Regions from separate parts of the Mus musculus genome. Here regions 1 and 2 are each linked to region 3. A link is a contact called in public ChIA-PET and HiChIP or PLAC-seq data. All regions are on one chromosome and are shown on one strand. The core of a region is the stretch at or near the end of the contact, and the rest is flanking DNA. Distances in the headings are between cores, read along the strand shown.

Region 1 (4,934 bases), core at 2,430-4,929, 92 kb after region 3:
TCCACAAGAAATTGCAAGCATATGCTCTGTGAAGCAATGTTCTTTCCTAAGGCGATGCTCCTGTCTTACAGTCAGTGGATACGGTGAAGGAAAAGTCCTGAGCGTGAAGCCATTTTTAGAACCCCGGTAAGTGGAGAGGCCCCAGCTTTTGTGCCCGAGTATCTTAGATTCCTATTGTGGTAAGTAAAATGCCTAATGAGGTGTGATGTAACTGTTTCAGAGTGAGCCTTCATTTTTTTCCAAAACAAAAAAGTTTCAACCATTATCTGGAACCCTCGGCGGAGTTCTTTGTTCTTCGTCCTGGGACAGTGCCACCAGTATAACTTCCCACAGATGGCAATGTTCTGTCTGTGGTCTCCTGGCCACAGGTGCTGTTACTGAACTTGGAACGTGTGAGTGTGACTGAGAAGTTGAAGCTGTTGAGATGTAAGCATGTGGCTATTGGCTTTTGTGGCCCTCGAATTAGCCAGTGCAATCCTAGAATAGAAATAAGTGTCCTTGTTTAGGGTAAAATTCTCAGGGTGAAGGTGGCTGATGAGTTCAGCCTCTATGTCTGGGGTGACTTGACCTCTCTGAAGAATGCCTCCTGTGTTTCTTTCTTTTCTTTATTTTCCTTTCCTTTTCTTTCTTTCTTTCTTTCTTTTTTTTTTTTTTTTTTTTTTGGTTTTTCGAGACAGGGTTTCTCTGTGTAGCCCTGGCTGACCTGACCTCGAACTCAGAGATCCGCCTGCCTCTGCCTCCCAAGTGCTGGGATTAAAGGCTTGCGCCACCACTGCCTGGCGCCTCCCGTGTTTTCTTTTGGGGACCAAAGTGGTTCATATGGCTGGCTTGAACACCTTTGGCAGTCAACGTCATGGTTTTCTGTGACTTAACCTTTGGCAGGTTTAGAGGAGCTTCCTGCCTGCGCAGTGACCTAACTCCATGCTCAGGGTCTGCAGGATGGAACACAGAACTTTGAATTGCTAACTGACTTGACTGTAAATAAAAGCGTCCTTTGCACTGCTGTCCGCTGCCACAGGTCCTCTGAATCTTCCGTGGAAGGGTATAGACTAGAATCTAGACTTTAGAGAGTAAGCATTTGAGCCTTAGGAGCAGAGATGGTGTCAGAGTAGAATTCACACAGTGGAATATCACTTACGCCAGTGCCCAAGCACTTGTGAGCGCTAGAATTAGCAATTAAAGTGGGGCATTAAAGTGTAAGCTCTTTTACCAAATAAACTGACACTCTTGGGGCAAGGGAGAGAAAGGCATTAGTCAGGGATAATGCTGGAGGGCCAGAGCTAATGGCCTCCTCAGGACTATTCTATTATTTTGAGAGCATGTATTTCAAAATAATTCCACTGTCACATGCTGAGCACCACAAACTGTTTCTCAGCCCTGCCAAGACTGTTTCCACCACATTCAGTTTTGCCTCCTTTGGAATTCCACATATATAGAATCATATACTGTATACCCTGGTATCATTTATTTCCAAATTGATAGTTCATTCACACACTTTCAAGTGAAAAGAATACTACTTTAAGCCTTTGAATATACATAAAAAGATCATCTTTCCCATCTCTGGAAATGCTTCACTCTTAGTTTCCCTACCTTGCACGTTTGGAACAACCAGTGTTCATCGTTCCGTGAGCGTCCGTGGCTATCTTTCTCTCAGTCCTTCTTCCAGTGTTCTTCGTTCCTTGAGCACCCGTGGCTTTCTTTCTGTCCTTCTTTCACTGTTCATAGCTTAATGAGCATCTGTGGCTATCTTTCTCTCTATCCTTCTTAACGGGGAGGTTTGAGCACTCTGCAATTAGACATTTCCCAAAGAATCTTCAGACACTAAAGTAATTTGAAATCTATTTTTATTATAATAATAACCAGCGCTCTTCTTAGGTTCTGACTCTAAATGTCAAAGTGTGACATTTACCTGTGATGTCAGTAACCTTTGTGCCATTCGTCATCGTTTGAATCAGGCACCTATGATTCTCGAATTCCTCAAACCTCAAACGACAAAGCTCCCGGCCTTATGGGGCCAGATGTTAGTGAGAGATTAAAAAATTCCCAAGAGTCCTATAATTACAGTGTCCTGGAAAGGGATTGACAGGACTAACATAGGCGGGTTTTCAAGAGGCATTTCTCAGACCCAGAGACTAAGGCCCAGGTAAGAAGGTGAGGCCAGGAAAACTTCCCAGGTATTAGAAGTTTGCAAAAACTCTTGTGAGGGAGGAAAGGGTCATTGTGGCTGGAGAAAGGAGAGGATGAACATGGTCTGAGCAGAGAGGGGAGCTGGAGAGGTAGGCAAGGTGCCTGGCCCTGGAGGGCTTGGTTAGGGTAATTTTTTTTTCCCCAAAAGAATGGGATACTGAACAGCAACAAGGTCACATGGTACAGTATTTGAACAAAAATTCTTCTTGTGGTTTGAGATTTGGAGAAGGGTAGGAGGGGATGTGGATAAAATAGGCTAGGTCAGTGTCCTTACACTATCTGCAGGTCAGGGTAATTTTAACTAAGGTGGTTGCTGATGAAGGAGATGAGAGAGATTCAAGGAAACTTTAGCAGATAAAAGCAAAGAATTTGCAGATAAATTGGAAAGGTACATTATACTTTTTTTTCTTTTGCTATGGGGTAGATACATTAAATTATGATGAAGTTTTTTGTTTGTTTTTTGAGTCAGGGTGGTGTTGCCTTGGCTCTCCTGAAACTCTGTAGACCAGGTTGGCCCTGAACTCTGAGATCTGCTTGCTTCTGTCACTCAAGTGCAGGGATCAAAGGCATGCGCCAAGACTGCCTGGTACAATGAAGTTGTTACATTGCCATTAATAACCCGACCTAAGTTATGCAAAAAAAAAAAAAATTGCCTCAGACTATTTTGAAAATTTCAAAGCTGGGTGGAGGACATGGTTTTACTTCCCATTTCTTATCCTAATCTTGTTGAAAAATAGTCTTTTCTAGAAGTGCTTGTGATAGTGGAACTTTTTCTGGACAGGTCTTACAAATCTAAATGTAAAAGCCAGTGGTATCATATTAGTAAACAATTTTAGAGCTTTTCTGACTGCTTGATGGTAATTACTATCCTTTTGGTCACTTTCAAGTATATAACAAAAATGATTTATATTGCCTTTATTATTTTTTTTTTTTGTTGCCTGCAATTCCTTTGACAGGACCCAAATGAATAGGCTGTTTTTGTCCCAAACTAAGTAATTTCCTTCTAAGAATTTCTTGGTTGGTGTTGGATAATTGCCCACCCTCTGCCGGACTCCGAAAAAACCCACGGTTTATTCTAGAGGATTAGTGGAAGACCTGTTTTACCACCGCGAGTGCCATTTGATTAATATTATGTTTTTGGGAGTGAGACTCCGGGCAGCCCTCGCAAAGCTGCGCGTCGCTGTGCGCGCCCCAGGCCTGCGCGGATGCTCGCCCGGGGGGCTCCGAGGGGGCGTGTCTTGTGCTTCCCTGACTGGCCAGGGGCGGCTCGAGAGACTGGGAAGTCAGCAGTTTGCATGGCCGAGGGCTGGGCGCTTGGGAAGAGGGGCGGAGGACCGAGAGGGATCTCCCCGCCTCCGTTCCTCTCGGTCCAATCCCTTCGGCTTCTGCTTCGGCTTCGCCAGCGCGGCCGGGGCCCTAACCTGCTCGAACCCATTATGCCGTAGAGGCCGGCCGGGGCTCTTTAAGGCCCTCGCCGCGCCTGCGCCCTGGGCTTTCGTGAAGCGGCCCGACCAGAGCCGGGCGGAGCTGGCGGGCGTGGGGCTGCGCGGGGTTCTCCCGAGTCGTCGGCGGTACGGTGGAGGGTCGCGGGCAGCTCCGGGTTCCTGAGCAGGAGGCGTGCGCCGGGTCACGCGGGGAACGCGGCCGCGGAGGCCGAGCCGGGCCGAGGCGCTTGGAGGCGGCGGCGGCACGGCCGCCGGCTGCATGGGAAGTTCATGTTGACGGCGGAGTCCACCCCAGGTTTCCAAGGTGAGGGGCGCCGCGCCAGGCCGGGCTGCGGCGAGGGAGGGCGCGGGCGCCGCCGAGGGCCGCGCCGCCCACCCGGGCCGCCGCCGAGTTTGCGGCGCGAGCCCGCCGGGGCCTGCGTTCCCCGCTCTCGCCTGGCCCGGGCGGCCTCGGGGCCCGTCCTCGAGGACACGGCGGTCCGCCGCGCCCTGCTCGGAAAGTTGGCGTCTCCATTCGGCCTGCGGCGGCTGCCGGCAGGTGATGGGCGAGCCAGGTGTGCAGAGCGACGGCGCACGGAGCTCCTGTGCACCCGGTTGCCCATCGCCTAACGGGGCTAGCCTGAGATTAACCGCGGGTTTCCGGTGGGTTGGCTTGCGGTGGTGGCGCCTGCGCTGGTGACTCCGACCTTAGGTCTTTTCACCAAAGAGCGAAGCAAAAGTTCTGGACCGGTTCCCTCGCAGTCCCGTTTCTGCTGGAGGGGATTTTGAAGAGCAACAAGCGGTTTTCTTTGGAGAATAATAAACCTTTCTCCGCCGAGAGAATGAATTCCAGAGCTTCCTGAAGTTAGAGAAACATGGTCTGTTGGTAGTTTTTAATCTTTGCGCGGTGTTTTTTTTTTTTTTTTTTTTTTTGGTGTGTGTGTTTTAAATTTTATTAGTAATAATTTCTCAGTGTTCCAGAACTTTGCTTCCTGTAAGATAGAAAATGCTCACCTTCTATGAGAAGTTTGTGTCAAGGAAATCTTAGAAAATTTATTCAAGCCTATCTGGAGTAGAAAGATCACAATTTTAAGTTTTCAGGTAATGATTTTTAAGTGAACCAACACAAACCAACAAATTACTAGGTTGGGATATATACCTCGGAGGAGTGGAATTGCTGTTTTTTTTTTGTTTGGTTTTCTTTCTGGGTCAGAGTTTTGCTATGTAGCCCAGGCTGTCCCCGTACTCCTGCCGTCGACCTCCTTGCAGTATATTGCCACTATTTCTGGTTGATTATTTTTTAAAAATTTCTGGCATTAGGTT
Region 2 (4,405 bases), core at 445-2,944, 100 kb before region 3:
AAAATCCTCCACTTAAAGCATTGTCCAGGGGGCTGGAGAGATGGCTCAGTGGTTAAGAGTGCCGATTGCTCTTCCAGAGGTCCTGAGTTCAATTCCCAGCAACCACATGGTGGCTCACAACCATCTGTAATGGGATCTGATGCCCTCTTCTGATGTGTCTGAAGACAGCAATAGTGTGCTTATATACATTAAATAAAAAAATAAACATTTAAAGTATTATCCAGCATCCTAAAAAGAATCAGTTTTTTTACCCACAATTCTCTCCCAAAAAAGAAATTCCCAAAAGAAAAATTAAAACATAAAGGCTGAAAACAGTCTGCAGAAGTTCCTATGAAGATTACATGGAATCTATTTGAAGGAGAAAGTACTTGCTGCTAGAGAAAACGGAGTCAACCAACCACTAACATATTTCTAGCTCTACTTTGATCTCATGAGGTACTTTTCTATGTCAATTACAGGCTTGTCTGGGTTTTCAAATTCTAACTACTGTTGCATGGTAATATCTTCAACCAAAGTTAAAGGTTTTAAAGAATAAAACAGCATTCCATACCCCTTTTCCTATTGTTCACAATCTCTCGTACCACTCAATAAATCCATCTCTGCCAAAGAAAAAATTAACCACCAAGGACTGCAGATTGTAAATCACAGTTAAGAGTTCTGGCACTATGGAAATGTGTTAAGAAATCCTGGAAAATTTTGGTTAAACCCCTTAGTGCCGTAAGTAACTAAGTTGTAATGATGAATACAAATTATCAGGGCAAGAAATTTTAATTGAACGGAAGAAATGCCTCCAAATAAAAGCTATCTCTTCCCCGTATCAATTCACCTATCACTTCTTCTCTTTAAGCTTCCAGGGCTTGCTTTCCAGGGTATTTTCCTCATCCTCGTACGCTAGCTATCTAGCCCACCACTAGATTCCCCTACCACAATTCCACACAATTCCAGCACCCTCTGGTTCCAAACTGCTACTTTCCTTAGCACCCCTTAAAGTGCCAGTCAGCCCCTCTACTAGGCTCCCCGCATTCTGACGGCTCCTCCCCTCGGTTCCCCACCCCCTCATCACCAGGTTCATCCTGCCCCTCCAACCGTCTCCCGCCCCCAGGTTCCTTCCTGCCCTCCAAACACAGCTTCCCTGTCTCAACGTTTTATCTAATTCCACCAACTGACTCCCGAGCGGGGCGCCCCGCTCCTTCCCCCAGTCCCTATTTTTACCAACATCTCACTGACTACCCCTCCCGATCCATTCTTTCAACATATGCATCAATGCAAAAACACCCCCACACAGGACTCCCTTGCCCAAAGCGGAGCCTCCATCTTTCCCCTTTCTTTTGCTTCCTTTCTTTCGTCTCTCCTCATCCCAACCTCCTCCCAAAGAGTCGGTTCCCAGGCCAAGGTCTCTCACCTCATTCGGTCACTTAAGTGGTGCCAACCGCTTCATACAGGAAAATAGAAGCAATCTCGTTCCCGTGGGCGCTCCCCCGCGAGTCCGGGCACTCCCTGGGCACCCGCCCCAGCGGGAGCCCTGCGCACACGCACACACACACCGAGTTCCTTGGGGACGAGGGTTAGGAAGGAGAATGTGCGTGCTCACACCGGCCTCAAACACAGACCACTTCGCAACAGCCCTTCGCCATTTTGGTTTCCCGCGGACTAGCGGTGCATTCTGGGAGCGCGGAGCTACTCCGGGGCCGAATGGCAGCTCTCCAGAGCCGCAGAGGGGCGGGGCCTGCGCGGCGAGCGCGGAGGAACACCGCGCCCTGCGTCCCGGACCAGCGCTGAACAAAGAGGGACTCTTTAACGTCGCGGTGGAATTAAGTCCTCTTGCTGCCGGTGCAGACACAATAGTGAGCGCAGCGCTTCCCGACGCTGATGCTTGCCTTACTAGGTCTTTTAAAAAGAGAGATCGTGTCCAGTCTTTCGTGCGGTCTTTTTTAATGCCCTCAGAAATAGGATATTGCTCAGTACATCTTGATGGGGTGATTTCCTTTCTGAAGAAAGGAAATTATTAACTGGAAAAAATACTTTTCTTTTACCTTCACCTAGAGGCCTGCTGTTATAATCCCCTTAAGTGGGGAGGAGACCCTGGATGGCAAATTTCGTTCAATGAATACTATCCAAATCCAAACTTATCTGGAATCTGTAATGGGAGATTTTCACTTTTTTTTCCTCTGACGATGAACGAGATTTTTTTTTCCCTGTTTACCTGCTTTGTGACCTTTCCTAATTGTAGTGAAATTTGAGCATACCCTCCTGCAAAGCAGTTGATTGAAGGAACACACAACTTTCATACTATTGCAGGCTTTTATATGAGGCCCAGCTGATAAATGGAATGCATGCTTATATCTTTGACTTATATTTGAATGCAACCCAGCACTTATAGAAACACCTGTAATACGTTTCTATTTTGTGAAAATATTTTCAGAGTCATATACTTTTTATCACAGATTATGTCACAGAGGCAGTACTGAATTTTCTCTCTGAAGAAATACCTCTTATGATCTAAATTCCTTTCACTCATATTTCAAGAGTTCCCTTTAAGCTGGGCGGTGGTGGCGCACGCCTTTGATCCTAGCACTTGAGAGGCAGAGGCAGGCAGATTTCTGAATTCAAGGCCAGCCTGGTCTACAGAGTGAGTTCCAGGACAGCCAGGGCTATACAGAGAAACCCTGTCTCGAAAAACAAAACAAAACAAAACAAAAAAGAGTTCCCTTTACCTAGGTTCTGAAAAATCTGGCAAATAGGCATATTCATATTATACTACATTTTTTTTTCTTTTTTGAAGACAGAGTCTATCTATTATATAGCTCTGGTTGTCCTGGAACTCATTGTGTAGACCAGGCTTGCCTCAAGCTCACAGAGATCTTCCTGTCTCTGCCTCCTCAGTACTGGGATTAAAAGGCCTGAGCCACCATGGCTAGCTTTGTATTATACAGTATATTTTATTCAGTACATTATATCAATCTGTGTCTCTCCCTCTTTCTCTCTCTCTCTGTCTCTCTCTCTCTCTCATGTGTCTCTGTATCTGACTCTCTCACACACACACTGTCTCTCTCTGTCTCTCACACACACACACTCTCTCTGTCTCTCTCACACACACACACTCTCTCTGTCTCTGTCTCTCTCTCTCTCTCACACACACACACACACTCTCTCTCTCTGTCTCTGTCTCTCTGTCTCTGTCTCTCTCTCTCTCACACACACACACACACACACACACACTCTCTTGTCTCTGTCTCTCTCTCTCTCTCACACACACACACACACACACTCTGTCTCTGTCTCTGTCTCTCTCTCTCTCTCTCTCTCTCTCTCTCACACACACACACACACACACACACACAGTAGTTAAGAGCTCTTGAGTACCTGTGTTCAATTCCCAGCACCCACATGACAGATCACAGTGTCTTTAGCTCTAATTCTAAGAGGCAAAACAGCATAGTACATAAAATAAAAATAGGTAAGTCTTTTAAAAGAGGTTGGAGAGATGGCTCAGTGGTTAAGAGCACTGACTGCTCTTCCAGAGGTCCTGAGTTCAATTCCCAGCAACCACACAATGGGTCATAAACTGTAATGGGATCCGATGCCCTCTTCTGGTGTGTCTGAAGAGAAGGACTCTCTTATACATATACATAAAATAAGTAAATATAAATCTTGAAAACAAACTATACATCAGGTGGGTGCCATAATTTAAAACTCGATACAAGGAAACATAATCTGCTTTACACTTTCTGACCTAAACTTTGGCACCTTTGGTCACAAAAAGTGATCTAATACTTTGTAAATTAAAGAACTCTAAGACACCTTTTTTCTGTTTGTTTGTTTGTTTGTTTGTTTGTTTGTTTGTTTGTTGAGATGGGTATAGCTCTGGCTGTCCTGGAACTCACTCTGTAGACCAGGCTGACCTCAGGCTCAGAGATCCTCCTGACTCTGCCTCCCAAGTGCTGGGATCAAAGGCGTGCGCCACCACCTGTGCTTGACACCTCTTTAATTTTTTTCCTATGTAGACATGAGTGATTGGTTTTGTACCACAGTACATGGACTGAGTTGCATATTTTACATACCCAAACAGACCTGGCCTGCAGATTCTCCCAGCATCCCTCAGTCCCTGTCATTCTCTCCCCCAACCCTGAACTTTTCAGCACAGGGGCTGCTGGGCTGCCCTTCCCCCAGAGGCTCTTCCTTATAAAAGTCAGACATTTTGGTCTCTCTCTCTCTCTCTCTCTCTCTCTCTCTCTCTCTCTCTGTACCTCCTCTTCTCTTTCTCAAGAGCACCCTTTTTCTCTTTTTTCCCCCACCCCCATGGTGACATCCTTGGCCTCCTTCTTTAGGGCCAGTGAACTCACTCTCTGGAGAGCAGTTTCCCAATAAACCTGCCTAATCTGACTTGAATTGGCTCATTTCACCA
Region 3 (5,127 bases), core at 1,025-3,524:
TGGCTCAGCGGTTAAGAGCACTGACTGCTCTTCCAAAAGGTCCTGAGTTCAAATCCCAGCAACCACACGGTGGCTCACAACCATCTGTAATGAGAGCCAATGACCTCTTCTGGTGTGTCTGAAGGTAGTATACTCACATAAAATAATTTTTTTTTAAAAAAAGAATCACCCAGAGTTTACAAATGAAGATTTTTCTTTGTCATTGTATTTTTGTTTGTTTGTTTTAAGACAGGGTTTCTTTGTGTAGCCCTGGCTGTCCTGGAACTTGCTCAATAGACCAGGCTGGCATTGAACTCAGAGATCTGCTTGCCTCTGTTTCCAGAGTGCTGGGATCAAAGGCATTCTCTACTATTGCTTAGTAGATTTTAAACCAGTTCTATTTTTTTTTTGTGACTCTAGAACTTAAAGTACATAATTATTTATTTATTCGAGTATTTTCAGATACAGTCCTACTATATAGCCTAGGAAGGCTGTGAACTCATAATCCTAACACACAATCTGTTTGAAAGCTATTATGAGGGTCAACTGAGATGGATGAGCAGGTAAAGGCACTTGCTAAGCCACACCAGCAACCTCAAGCTTAATCCCCAGGACCAATGTAAAGGTGGAAGAAGATAAGCAGCTCCACAAGATTGTCCTCCCCGGACCTTCCTGTGCCTGTGGCATGCATGTCCCAGCACACACATTATGCGCACACATACACATACACAACTGCCATCACCACCACTAGGTAAAATAAGACTAGCATGAGCCAGGCATGTTGTTTCATACCTGTAATTCCAGCACTGAAAAAGCTGAGACAGAGTTGCCACAGTTCACATTCAGCCAGGGCAACAGAGTGAATCCCAGGCTAGCTTGAGTGAAATTCTGTCTGAAACAAAACCCAAAGCCAAACAAAAACTGGCCATACAAGGTCTTACAAAGGTTATACGGAATAGGGAAGAGTCTATGGTTCAAGCCTTTGAGATAACTAAGATGAAAAGTGTTTATTAAAGACGTGAACATTATTTTCTTTTTGGCTACATAAATTAACCCATCCATTGCAGGCTAGGCAAGTCTCAGATGGAAGCACTTTTACTGGTCTTTCAGTACCTTGAGTCTTCTGATGGCAGACTTGAGTTTGACAGTAGAGAGATATTATAGGTCCAGCCCTTGTTTTCTGTCACGGAGCCACAGTGCCCCATGCTATTGGCTCGTCTCCTCATCGTGGTCTTGCCATGGATGGGACAAGTGTACTTGGTGTGCTAGCTGATCTCTCTGCTTCACCATTTGGCAGGCAGTACTGCTTGGTAGACAGGTTTAGCAGTTACTGAGCTGACACCAGGCATCTGTGTGATTGGGGGTAAATGACCTGGGCTTTCTGCTTTAGTTTGCTTGCCAGTAGCATACAGGAACAGGACAGAGTTATGCCCTCTCTTCAGTAAATAATCCTCATTAGTGCTGAGTGTGAGAAGTTAGGCAGGGCAAGTTCGTTGTCAGAAGTCTTTGGGCATGAGGCCGTCTGCACCTGATATCCTTCATCTTGACACTGCTAAGGAACCACAGTCAGCCAGCGATCAATTTCCAACAGCCGCCGTTGTCCGCACATAGCATGCTGGAGGAAAGCCAGAATTTATTTTTGCCAGAAACTCTCTTGGCAAATGGGTTTCCCTAGAGACGGCTGTTTAATTTTGTGGTGTGGCGAATGGTTTGGTGGAAAAGAAGAGGAACGCAGGGTGCTTATTTGTTCCATAACTACCTGTGTCTCAAGACACTCTGAGGGGGAGGGGAGCTGAGGTGGAAAGAAGGGCTGAGAAATCTCACGCTGAAATGCGTTTGAACTATGCATATGCACTTATACAAACTAAAACTTTGCCTACAGCGCATTGCCACATCCTACAGTCTGTGTTGCTGCAATAGCTCCCTCACTAGTTTCTCTGTCCTCGAGTTCCTTTCAAAGCTTCCACACTCACATCTAAAATAACAGTTTTACCAGGCTATGTTCATTCATTCATTTATTTAGGAATCTTACAACTTTTTTATTCTCATTATTGTCAAACATCTAAAGTTAATTAAGCAAACATTGTAAGCATCTAAGTGTAAGTTGCTGTGAAAAGGTAAAAGTGAGTAAGATGTAGCTTCTGAAGGTGTATAATATCAACATTATTGCTACCCTCCCCAGGACCTTTTCCATTTGAAAGTTGGTTCTACTTCACCGCATTCTGCTTAAGCACGCTGGGGTTATGCTGAGGTTATCTCCACACCGCCAGGCTCCGCTCCGCGGGCAGTTTTCAGTCCTAACAGCACGTGGCTTTGCTATAGCTTTGTATATTGCTGACTAGGCTCAGGCATTGGATCACATAGTCCCCATCCCTAGCTGGGATGCTGTCTAGGGAAGTTTAAGAAGTGCCCCCTTGCTGCAGGAAGTTTGTCACTGGCACCGCCTTTGAGAGTGTGTAGTGTTGCTCTGTTCTAGTCCACTTTCTGTTTCTTGCTTGTAGTCGAGATGTGCTCCGTCAGCTTCCTGCTCCTGCCCCCTTGCCCGCCGCCTGCTGCCATGTCTCCCCACCGTGGTGACTCATATCCCTGTGGAGCCATAAGCCCAAATAAACTTCTATCAATTGCTTTGATCATGGTGTTTTATCACACCAACAGAAAGGTAACTAATACATTGACCATGCTTGTCTCCAGAGTTCTTAGGTAAAGAAATTACTCATACTTTCCATTTGTTCTTGGAATTTTTAAAGGAACAAAGCATAGGTTTTTGTCCATCTTTAATTTTGGTCCCTTCCCTATCCTAAATTGGATTCCAGCTTACTATCTGGCCACGGATGGCCTAGAATTCCTAATCCTTCTGGCCCTACAATTTTTGGGATTTTTGGGATTACAGAAATGTGTCGCCGTACCTGGATATTTTAGGTTGTTTTCTGTGTTATTCGTTTCTGTCTTTATTATTTTCTCCTTTTTTTTGGTTTTGTTTTTTGTCTTTTTTTGGCTTGCTGAGCTGTATGTCTTTAAAGATTTATTTATTTTTATTTTGTGCATAGAAGTGTTTTGCCTGAATCTATGTGTGTCTGCATTAACCATGGAGGCCAGAAAAGGGTGTTGGATCCCTATAGCTGGGGTCATAGATGGTTGTGAGCCACATAGTGGTGCTGGGACAGAATTTTTACAAAGTCCTTTTTCAAGAGCAGCCAGTGCTCTTTAGCTCCAAGCCATCTCTCCTGCGCTTTTAATTTTTTGAGAAAGATCTGTATTTGTGTGTGTGTGTCCCCTACACACGTACAGGTGGTGATGGAGGCCAGAGGAGTGCTGGATCTGTGAGACTGGCAGGCGTTATAGAAAATTGTGGGCTGTCTGACAGAGGTGCTGGGAATTGAACCTAGGCCTCTGAAAGAGCAGTTAAGGCTTTTAAAGCTGGGCCATCTCTCCAGCCCTTACCTCTAAATTAAAAAAATTTTTTTTTTTTTTGGCAGCAGTTTAAGATTTAATAGAACCGAGTAAACTGCAGGGTCTGTTACTCTGTATCCCCACAGATTCAGTCTTTCTCACTGTCAGCATGCAGCACAGTAGTGGTTACAGTCCATCAGGTCAGTCAGCCTGCATTGACATCAGGCCACTTATCTCCTTCCGCTCACCCACGTTGTCTGGCTATCTCTTTATCGCCTCCACATTTCTGCTGTTCTAGATATCCTGCTGTTAGACTAGCACAGTATGTAGCCCGCCTGTTCAGGTTGGCTTTTTACATAATAATATGCATTAAATTATTTTTTCCCTGTGCTGAGGTCCTCATGAAAGATAGATAATCACTCTGCCACCAGTCCACCCTGCCCCCAGTCAGAGTAATATGACTTAAGATCCCTTCATGTCTTAAATTTTTTAATATTTATTTATTCTATGTATGTGTGCAGCAGTCATACCACAGTACACATATGGTGGTCAGAGACTGACATCTGGGAGTTCTTTCCTTCCACCATGTAGGTTTTAGGACTTGAACTCTAGTGGCCAAGCTTGGTCACAAGTGCCTTTACACACTGAGCCTTCTCATAGGCCCCAAGTTTCTCCTATGTCTAGATATTTTATTTCTTGTTGTTGCTGAGTAAGTAACATTCTTTTGGGTAAGTGTACCACAGTTTAGATTTGTATACATGAAGGCAAAATACTCATATGCATAAAGAATAAAAATAAATATGTAAAAACAGTTAAAAGAAAACATGGATAAGTGGGGGCTGTTGTATATAATGTATATTTCATTCAAAGAATCTATAGACCAGTAAGGGAAGTAAGCACACACTTGGAGAGATACTTGTTAGGTCAGGGGTATATATAGAGTATTGTAGAACCCTAATAATGGGCATCACAGTGAGCCACGTTTCAGTATGTAGCTTAGGCTGCCCTTGAACTTGTGTCATTCCTCCTGATTCTGTCACCTTAATTCTGGCATTACAAGGTATGCTGCAAAGCTTGGCTGTAATAAAGGATTTGGAACCAAAGGTTTAGACCTTCAGGAAATGAAGAACAAGGTAAAGAGTCGATGGGGGAAGTGACTGATGACTAAGGATGTTGAACATTTTTTTAGGTGCTTCTCAGCCATTCATATTCCTCGGTTGAGAATTCTTTGTTTAGCTCTGTACCCCATTTTTAAAGTAGGGTTATTTGGTTCTTTGGGGTCTAACTTCTTAAGTTCTTTATATATTGGATATTAGCCCTCTATCAGATGTAGAGTTGGTAAAAATCTTTTCCCAATCTGTTGGTGGCCTTTTTGTCTTATTGACAGTGTCCTTTGCCTTACAGAAGCTTTGCAATTTTATGAGGTCCCATTTATCAATTCTTGATCTTACAGCACAAGCCATTGCTGTTCTTTTCAGGAATTTTTCCCCTGTGTCCCTATGTTCAAGGCTTTTCCCCACTTTCTCCTTTATAAGTTTCAGTGTCTCTGGTTTTATGTGGAGTTCTTTGATCCACTTAGACTTGAGCTTTGTACAAGGAGATATGAATGGATCAATTTGCATTCTTCTACATGATAACTGCCAGTTGAGCCAGCACCATTTGTTGAAGATGCTGTCTTCTTTCTACTGGATGGTTTTAACTCCTTTCTCAAAGACCAAGTGACCATAGATGTGTGGATTTATTTCTGGGTCTTCAGTT

Evidence for each region. ChIA-PET counts read pairs in DNA pulled down with a chosen protein or histone mark. HiChIP or PLAC-seq counts read pairs in DNA pulled down with a chosen protein or histone mark.
Region 1: an RNA polymerase II ChIA-PET map of memory CD8 T cells shows a contact between it and region 3, with 41 read pairs. The contact joins the promoter of Evi5 here to the enhancer-like site in region 3. A contact is called at or near these places in 1 of 484 Hi-C or Micro-C datasets (the G1E-ER4 cell line), 3 of 115 datasets of contacts at active chromatin or transcription factors (embryonic stem cells, memory CD8 T cells and microglia) and 3 of 9 other capture datasets (adipose tissue, liver and pancreatic islet).
Region 2: a contact with region 3 is called in an H3K4me3 HiChIP or PLAC-seq map of the SCID.adh cell line, with 34 read pairs. The contact joins the promoter of Mtf2 here to the enhancer-like site in region 3. A contact is called at or near these places in 5 of 115 datasets of contacts at active chromatin or transcription factors (the SCID.adh cell line, VIP interneurons, embryonic stem cells and 1 more) and 3 of 9 other capture datasets (adipose tissue, liver and pancreatic islet).

Annotation. Positions count from the first base shown.
Region 1 is chr5:107,867,793-107,872,726 of GRCm38.p6, reverse strand. Evi5 (ecotropic viral integration site 5) reads left to right here and starts at 3,679. Exons shown (of 20, transcript NM_001378824.1): 1 at 3,679-3,936.
Region 2 is chr5:108,062,963-108,067,367 of GRCm38.p6, reverse strand. Mtf2 (metal response element binding transcription factor 2) reads right to left here and starts at 1,694. Exons shown (of 15, transcript NM_013827.3): 1 at 1,403-1,694. The coding sequence starts at 1,407.
Region 3 is chr5:107,958,263-107,963,389 of GRCm38.p6, reverse strand. The region is part of intron 1 of Dipk1a (divergent protein kinase domain 1A); the gene reads left to right. Among named protein-coding and RNA genes, the nearest start is that of Dipk1a, 26 kb to the left of the region's middle. Within about 2 kb of position 2,274, at least 156 of the 459 cell types and tissues checked have an H3K27ac peak or open chromatin away from gene starts, as enhancers often do. A contact at or near this core is called in the G1E-ER4 cell line, the SCID.adh cell line, adipose tissue and 3 more, where this site is marked.